Linked DNA regions of Mus musculus: region 2 is linked to region 1. Evidence: chromatin contacts called from public Hi-C data. All regions are on one chromosome and are shown on one strand. Each heading gives the region's core, a stretch centred on a gene start, on an enhancer-like site or on the middle of the called end of the contact. The rest is flanking DNA. Distances are from core to core; before and after follow the strand shown. Region 1 has its middle 22 kb from the start of Gm40509. Region 2 holds the start of E130101E03Rik (RIKEN cDNA E130101E03 gene).

Region 1 (4,149 bases), core at 119-2,618:
GGATGGGAAGAGAAAAGACCCAATTTGAAGGTTGGATCTGCCCAGTAAGCAGTAGTAAGCAGTAGATTTCCACACAGAGAAGAACACAATTGTCACAGTTCGTTAGTGATGATGGTCTTAGACAAAAGGATAAAGAAGTGAGTGTGGCCACTCTACCATTGACCTTGAAAGTCACTCCATCCTCACCTTCCTATTCAGCTTCATTTCCTATTCCCCAAACAAGAGTGTTTTGCCAGAGTCAGAGCTTTTCAGTGACCCTTGAATGTGGCTTGCTTCTATGACCAGTTTCTTCTCTTAGTTCTGTCTGGAATGCCACCCAGGAGTCTCTCTATCCATCCAATCAGATCACAATACCAAGTCACTGCATAGTATTCCTGACTCCCATAGTCCTCAGGGACAGCAGCCAAGCTGCAGTCAGATGAAACAGGCTACCACTACAGGACAGGGTTTTACTCCATGCCACAGGGAGTTCATCTGTCCTAGGCTTTTCTCCCAGCTAGGAAAGGCTTCTTGCTATGCCCACAAGAACATCTAGGGACCAGTAAGTCAATGACCTGCAGCAGATTCCATGCTAGTGTACCTAACCCCATGATACACCATACAGCTTTCCCAAAGGAGTACTTCTGAACTGAAAAGACCTGGAGAAGTGGAGACGAAGAACAGATCTTACAAGGCTGATTTTTCTTTTCCAGAGGAAAAAAAGGAATTTCTGAGAATAAAGCTTAAAACCACTTACTAAGAAGTGTGTTTAGCAATGCAGATTCATTGATTTTTGTTTTGAAAAGTTTGACAGACTTTCAGAAACATTTTTGGGATCAAGGAAAGCTTCCTAATGTGCCAGAGAAGAGCTTTCCAAACTCACAAATCACAGCAACTCAGACTACCTATCTACCCACCTAGATATTTCTCTCTCTCTCTCTCTCTCTCTCTTCCTCTCTCTCTCTCTCTCTCTCTCTCTCTCTCTCTCTCTCTCTCTCTCTCTCTCTCTCTCTCTCTCTCCAGAGAACGGGGTAGGAATGGGAGAAAGATACTTCCTCTCATTTTTAAAATAGAAACATTTACTGTCAAATGCCCAGGGCAGGTGTGAGATCAGAGGATGACAGAAGGGATCCATAGAACATGGCCTTATTCTCATTTTGTCCTGGGCAGCTTATTCTCATTTTGTCCTGGGCAGGTAACATGGTCCCTGGGACTTGGCCTTTGGATGCAGGGAACTCCCAGAGGAAGGAGTATGATCACAAGTTTCCAAATATTTCTCAGGCTGCTTGTCTCCTTCCTGGAGGACCCTGAGTGTCTAGATGTCTGGAGCCTTGCTCACTGGTTCTGTCAAGTCTGGCTGGAGACTGGGAGCCAGTGTGGCACTGTTTGTGGAGCCAAAGTGCAGATTAAGTCATGTTTTAGAGGTGACCTCTGTCCACCCCTCCCCTCCAGGCCTCCTTCCGCAGCAGATCCTACCTACAAGCTTCTCCCTTTACTGAGCCCACCCTTACCCCTGAAGACCTAACAGGGCCTCATCTACTCAACAGTAAGCCCCCACCCCCATCTACCCCATGTCACTTTCTTCTCAAATGGACCTGGTCTTTGTTGTTCTAATTAGATTATCTCTGCCTTGGGGACCTAAAGGACAGTCCCTACCAGTCTTGGCTGGAAAGGCAGGTCACATAATCCCTGTTATCAAGAGCCTTGTCATTTAGCATGTAGATCAACTAATTCTTTCGATACCAGGGGACCAATTGTGCATCTTAATATTGATTTTTTTCCTGAGATACAATCGTCCGCATTCCTGAGTCAGACTCACTTACTGAAGCTAAAAGGCTCCACTGACTATATAATGAAGCCACCCCTCCCCCATCACACTTGCCACTCAGATTTAATGGTACAAAGCTGGACAAACCCTTTGTGTTTTTCCACTTGGTCTAATTTCAGAATAAGCTCCCAGTTGACAAGAAACAGGAAAACAGGGGTGGCTATTTTAGAAGCAAGAGCATGAAGTGCATGTCTTGGAGATGGGCTCTCTACCACCCACCAAACCTGCCCCCCTCCCCACCCATGCCACAGGATGTAGAGTGGAATCCGGACTCCTGATGGAATGAGACCAGCCTACAAGCTTTGTAAATTTCATGATAAATGAGTAGCTTGGGCTTTCAAATCAGGCCAGGGCCATTTTGTTATCAAATATGCTTAATGGGAGTGGGAGGCAGTAGAGTAAACATTTGAACTATGGCAATAAGAAAAAAAAGGGGGTAAGATTCAGAGTAAAAATGCATTGAGTTTTGGGCCAGGCAAAAGTGTTGGTTCTGTAAGATGCAGGCAGGGAGACAAGGGCCAGGGGCAAAGGAGGGCCTAATAAGCACCCATTCTCCTCCTTTTCCTTTCTGCTAGCCAACATAACAATGTCCACTCTTTTCTGAGCATCTGCCTTTGTTTGACACTAGAGAAGAGCATGTGTCCAGTCCTTTACACGCATGTGCTCCTCAGGCACTAAGAGCAATGCTTTGTTCATGATTCCCCACATGACAGACAAAATCACAAGGATCCAGAGAGACGATATGTTTGCTATCATCTCAAACAAGGAAGTGATGGAGATGGGGGGGGGGGTGTCAATCCCATGTGACTTGACCCACCCCTAGACAGTAGCCATGACTAACAAAGCCTGCTCTTCCCTCTCCGTTGTTGTCTCAGCCTGTTGGTTTTATTTTATGTATTTCAGTGTGCCTGTATGCATTCTGAGATGACTGAGCAGTTCCCGGTGTCTAGGTGCCCAAGATAGAGAAAAATGTAGAGTGCAGGGCAGAAAAGTAAATAAATGCTACTCACTTTCTACGGGCTAGAGAGGGGTGGATACAGCAGGAATGCTGGGTATGGATCTGAACGCCAGTCCAGCTTCTGCCTCTACAAGAATCCTAAGTGCTTAGATGCGTATGAGAAAAGGACTGAGTTAAAGGAAATTTTCATTAAAAATCTAGTTGAAGTTTAAACTGGAGGAAACCACTCTTTTTTTTTTTTTTCATTTTTTATTAGGTATTTAGCTCATTTACATTTCCAATGCTATACCAAAAGTCCCACATACCCACCCACCCCCACTCCCCTACCCACCCACTCCCCCTTTTTGGCCCTGGCGTTCCCCTGTACTGGGGCATATAAAGTTTGCAAGTCCAATGGGCCTCTCTTTCCAGTGATGGCCGACTAGGCCATCTTTTGATACATATGCAGCTAGAGTCAAGAGCTCCGGGGTACTGGTTAGTTCATAATGTTGTTGTTCCACCTATAGGGTTGCAGATCCCTTTAGCTCCTTGGCTACTTTCTCTAGCTCCTCCATTGGGAGCCCTGTGATCCATCCATTAGCTGACTGTGAGCATCCACTTCTGTGTTTGCTAGGCTCCGGCATAGTCTCACAAGAGACAGCTACATCTGGGTCCTTTCAATAAAATCTTGCTAGTGTATGCAATGGTGTCAACGTTTGGATGCTGATTATGGGGTGGATCCCTGGATATGGCAGTCTCTACATGGTCCATCCTTTCATCTCAGCTCCAAACTTTGTCTCTGTAACTCCTTCCATGGGTGTTTTGTTCCCAATTCTAAGGAGGGGCATAGTGTCCACACTTCAGTCTTCATTCTTCTTGAGTTTCATGTGTTTAGCAAATTGTATCTTATATCTTGGGTATCCTAGGTTTGGGGCTAATATCCACTTATCAGTGAGTACATATTGTGTGAGTTCTTTTGTGAATGTGTTACCTCACTCAGGATGATGCCCTCCAGGTCCATCCATTTGGCTAGGAATTTCATAAATTCATTCTTTTTAATAGCTGAGTAGTACTCCATTGTGTAGATGTACCACATTTTCTGTATCCATTCCTCTGTTGAGGGGCATCTGGGTTCTTTCCAGCTTCTGGCTATTATAAATAAGGCTGCTATGAACATAATGGAGCATATGTCCTTCTTACCCGTTGGGGCATCTTCTGGATATATGCCCAGGAGAGGTATTGCTGGATCCTCCGGTAGTACTATGTCCAATTTTCTGAGGAACTGACAGACTGATTTCCAGAGTGGTTGTACAAGCCTGCAATCCCACCAACAATGGAGGAGTGTTCCTCTTTCTCCACATCCATGCCAGCATCTGCTGTCACCTGAATTTTTTATCTTAGCCAT
Region 2 (4,356 bases), core at 198-2,697, 52 kb after region 1:
TGTCCTATTAACTATCTTTCTCTCTTACCTTTGGTCGGTAGATTAAAAGGGAGGTTGAAGCATTTAAGAACCCTAAATAAAATAGGGTTTGAAAAATCTCAGCCTACAATACCCTTTATCCATAACTCTACTGACATCCGATGTTAATCTTTATGCACAAAATAAACCCAGATAAAGCAGGCTGCCTCCATCCCTCTGCATTGATGGAAATGTGACCTCTGAACAGAGCAGATAAAGATGGTCTGGAGGAAGGTCATGTGACAAGCATTTGTCAGGGGGCAGCCTGGGCACAGAGGAGACTCCAGAATCTCTAGGGATTCAGAGGATGGTGAGAACTGTTTCCCTAATCCTTGTCCCTGTGACTTGGGGATAGGGCCATCTGTAAGATGGGGCCCAATTGTTACCTATCTTCTCTCTTGGAGCTTAAGCTGTTGGCATCATGATTGGTAACAGATCTCCCAGAATTAATTAGTGTTCTTTTCTATTTTTATCACTGGCTATTTTGTTTGTAGTTTTTCTCAGATTTACACTGTATTCTTTGTATTGGGGGCTTCAGGGATGAGGAGACATGGCAACACCATTAGATCGAAGTCCTAACTTCTGTTCCTCCCATCTGGACCCAGTCTCTACATCTGTACGTGAGCACCCAGATTCATGAGACATCTGAATCCAGGCAAATGCCTCTTTCCCAACCCTCCCTGGTTGCTGCAACCCCCCTCCAGTCTTTGTAATGGCTGGGTGTTGTTTAATTCAGGGAAGCTCTTAGTTCAGCGCAGGGAAAGTAGACACAAGTGAATGGTCAAGAAGAGGGTGCCAGTTATTCAGCTCTGGATCAAAGATCATCCAAGCCATGAAAGGGTTCTATGAAATGAACAAACATGAACTTTTAGTGCCTATGAGAGGAGATGATCACCAAGGTTAACAGCTATAGCAAATGCTAAAACAAAGAGTGAATTCTAAAGGTGTAGACAGGAAAATAGGAAACAACCAAGAAAGGTATTATTCTGAGGGCTGGTAACAGTGGTACAAAGCCACCATCCCTTAATATAAAGGAGCGAAGAGAAAGCTTGGTTTCAGAATAATCAGTTTTTTATTAGTCAAAAGCTACTTTACCTTCATTAAACATATGAGCAATGCTAAAAAGTGTGGTTTATATTATGAGTCCTTGCTTTTAGTGGTTAAGTGGCATCTATTAATTTGATGAGAATTAATTAAGCATTGATTGAGGAATAAGCTAAGTATTTGAGACTGCTGGAGTAGAGAAGTCTGAGGGAAGTACATTGTGGGACTTCTGCTAGGGATGCCTGTGAACCAATGCCAAGTATGCAACCCTGCTCACGGAGGGGGCAATTATATGTCCTTGTTTGGCTCAGGGCTGAAGCCTAGCCTGGCTGGAAGGCAGTTGGCTTCAGCCCAACATTACTGCATGCCTGCCCTCTCGGGCCCCACTTCTAGCAGGTCACCAGATCTGTGTTGCCACCTAGGAACATTTGAGAGAGCTGTGAGCTTCAGAAGGTGAGGCGCTGGGGCCAGGGTTGGGGGCAGGGAAGGCCAGCCAGGCAGGGTGGCTGGAGAGTTTTGACAGCCTAGAGAAGAGCCCCTGGGATCCCATTCTTGCAGACGTGAGCCCCCCAGGCAGGCGCCGGGTGGATAAGCGTGTAGACAGCCCGGCCAGGCCGGCCTGTGACGCTTGCCAGCACCTGCAGATAGCAGGGAAATAATTGGCACATGTTTAAAAAAAAATTAAAAACCTCTTGGATGTGAGTATTTTCTAACAGCATCTGGCGGGAGTGCCTGGAAGGAATTTAATCAGCGAGAGTTGTTTAAATCGGTCTACTCGCTCGGCCCCAGCGAGGCTCCTAATGAACTCGGTATCATGTGCCACCCCTGCCTGCTGAGGACATTCAATTTGTTAATTCTGCAGCTGGTGAGAGAGGTCAGATAGGAAAGTGACGATTGTTTTCTGACGTCCCAACCCCTGCTCACATCTTTCTAATTAATCCTTTTAGGAGACATGGGAAGATTAAGAAAGAGAAAAGGTGAGGGAAACAAGCAGGAGAGAATTTGATGGAAAGTCAGCGCTGCCTTTCCTGGATGGATCTGGCGAGCTGGGGGCGGGGAGAAAACCAAGAGCTGAGAAGGCTGCTAGCTGTACTTCCCACACAAAGAAAAAACAAATACTCTGAAGAGATAGCCCCTTGATACTCTCCCATCGTGGCTGTTTTAAACAGGAATGGAGGGGACATGGTCTCCATCATGGTCTTGGGTAGAACTTCAGGGCGTCATTGAGGTATGAGATCTCCTGAGCAGTGAGAGCCAGGCAGAAACCTATGCAACATGCACTGAAGGGCCTCAGTCATCCCAGTTTTGTGAAAATAGCAATTTGGAAGCGCTGGAGTTTCTCTAGCACTGCAGTCCTGAGTCTCTTGCCTTTTGCTCTGCCTTTTGGATCTATTTTCCCTTCTGCTGGACCTGCTGTTTGCTAATGTGTCAAACCCCTGCGGCCCTCAGCCATAAGTCCGCCTGTCCTTCAAGTTGGGGTAGCCCCAAAAGGTGTGTGTGTGGGGGGGGGGGGAGTAGCCTAGGCTGCCTAGTACTATCTCTCTTAGATGTCCTTGTCACTATTTACAACTTTCAAGCAAATGCCTCTCGAATTGTCTTGATGGATATCACTTCTGGTCCATCAGGGGCAGACACTGGGCACCAAGTATGCATGCCAGTCTACATCCCCAGGAAGCCTCACACCCTACAGAACTTTCACTAATGATTAGACACAGTCATCATTCAAATGTTTCCTAATTCAAATGTTTCCTGTCATTGTGCTTACATGTGGGGAATCAGAGATGATTCAGAAAGTGTCAGACCTCAGGGTTCTCAATTTAAGGATGAAGAGTCTGGGAAGGCCTCTCCAGGTTCTTGGAAGATTAACAACCAGAAAACAGAGAAAATCTCTACCCGAAGAAAGGATAGCAGGGTCAGCAGCTTGAAGGCAGGACCGCCAGGCATGAAATCTGCTAGTTAGCGATGGTAGTTGTTATACCAAGTCCAAGGTACTCAGAGCAGGTGTGAGAAGTCTGGGAGTGCACGGACGGGAGTCATGGGGTGCAGAGGTGAGAGTTGGGGAGTCCATTGTCCATAGAGTACAGCTTGGAAGAGAACAAGGTGAGAGCCACCCTGAAAAAATGTTACTTTGATTTAAGAAGGCAAAGAATAGCAAGTGTTCTTTAATCTGGTGCTTGAAGAAAAAAAAAATGGCACAAAATGTGCAATCTCTGTCTTAAAAATAAGGCTCTGATCCTTTGACTGCAAAAAGTTGGCCCTTAACTATCCTGGAGGCCTCTCTGTCCAGGGCCCCCATCATGGATAATGCCCAGTCTCCAGTCTTGCACAGAAACGGGAACCCACAAAGTTGTTTCCTGTAAATGTGGGCACCTTCCCGGGGACAGACAGGGTAGGAATGAGTTCGGGGTGATTTGTGTATACTGACCACAGACTCTTTCTCTTCTGCGTCTTTACCTTTAAGCTCCCTCTTCTCTACCCGACTTCCTGTCACACAGCCAATTCTGCCACACGCTGCTATGAAATACAAAAGGAAGCAAGGACTTCATAAACTCTGTTCACTTTTCTGCAAAAATCCCTGAGCTATAGAGATCACAAAGACCTGAAAATTTAATTGGAATGTGAGTGCAGAGGAAAAAACAAAAACAGTCATGTTCACGAGGCATCCTACCCAGCACATTTTAAAGCCTTTCCTATTATTACTACAGCATAGAACAATCCACAGTCTCGGGCTGTGTCAGAGAAATTATCTCAGCAATGTGGTCCCTTACGTACTGTTGACCAAGCATCAAAAAAAAAAAAAAAAAAAAACCGCAAAAACAAACAAAAAATACCTGACATGAGAATAGGAATGTTAACTGAAACTAAGAATGGATTAGTAACAATCACACCCCAAAGAGCCTCTGCTAGAGAGTGAGCTTTGTCAGGTCAACACTGTTCATTGAAATGGTCTTAGTTTGAATTTATCTCTCACTCATGTGACTGTGGACCAATCATTTAACTCCCCTAAGCCCCAGTTTTCTCCCTAGTAAATAAATTGAGGCTACCCTTTCAGCCCTGTGAATATCACAGTCAACAAAAGGTTCAAATGTAAATTAGGAGACATTAAGCAAAGGCTTTCTGGAGAGTTGAATGACTGAGACAGAGGACACATGACTATACCATCACAAGCTCTCTGCTTGTGTAGTGTCAAATGTCTCAAAGTGTTATTGAAATACATTCTCAATTGTAGTGCCTACTGTAAGAAGTTGGCACCTTGGAATAACTTCTAAGTCTTTGTGAACTCTTAGAACTTCT

What was found. A called contact is a pair of places that touch in the nucleus more often than the background predicts.
Region 2: a contact with region 1 is called in a Hi-C map of the N1E-115 cell line, with 4 times the contacts expected there. The contact joins the promoter of E130101E03Rik here to the enhancer-like site in region 1. A contact is called at or near these places in 2 of 39 promoter capture datasets (the 3T3-L1 cell line and the HPC-7 cell line) and 3 of 484 Hi-C or Micro-C datasets (the HL-1 cell line, the N1E-115 cell line and cardiomyocytes).

Annotation. Positions count from the first base shown.
Region 1 is chr9:24,920,888-24,925,036 of GRCm38.p6, forward strand. No RefSeq gene overlaps it. Among named protein-coding and RNA genes, the nearest start is that of Gm40509, 22 kb to the right of the region's middle. Within about 2 kb of position 1,369, at least 9 of the 459 cell types and tissues checked have an H3K27ac peak or open chromatin away from gene starts, as enhancers often do. A contact at or near this core is called in the N1E-115 cell line, where this site is marked.
Region 2 is chr9:24,972,761-24,977,116 of GRCm38.p6, forward strand. E130101E03Rik (RIKEN cDNA E130101E03 gene) reads left to right here and starts at 1,448. Exons shown (of 5, transcript NR_153861.1): 1 at 1,448-1,515; 2 at 2,010-2,039.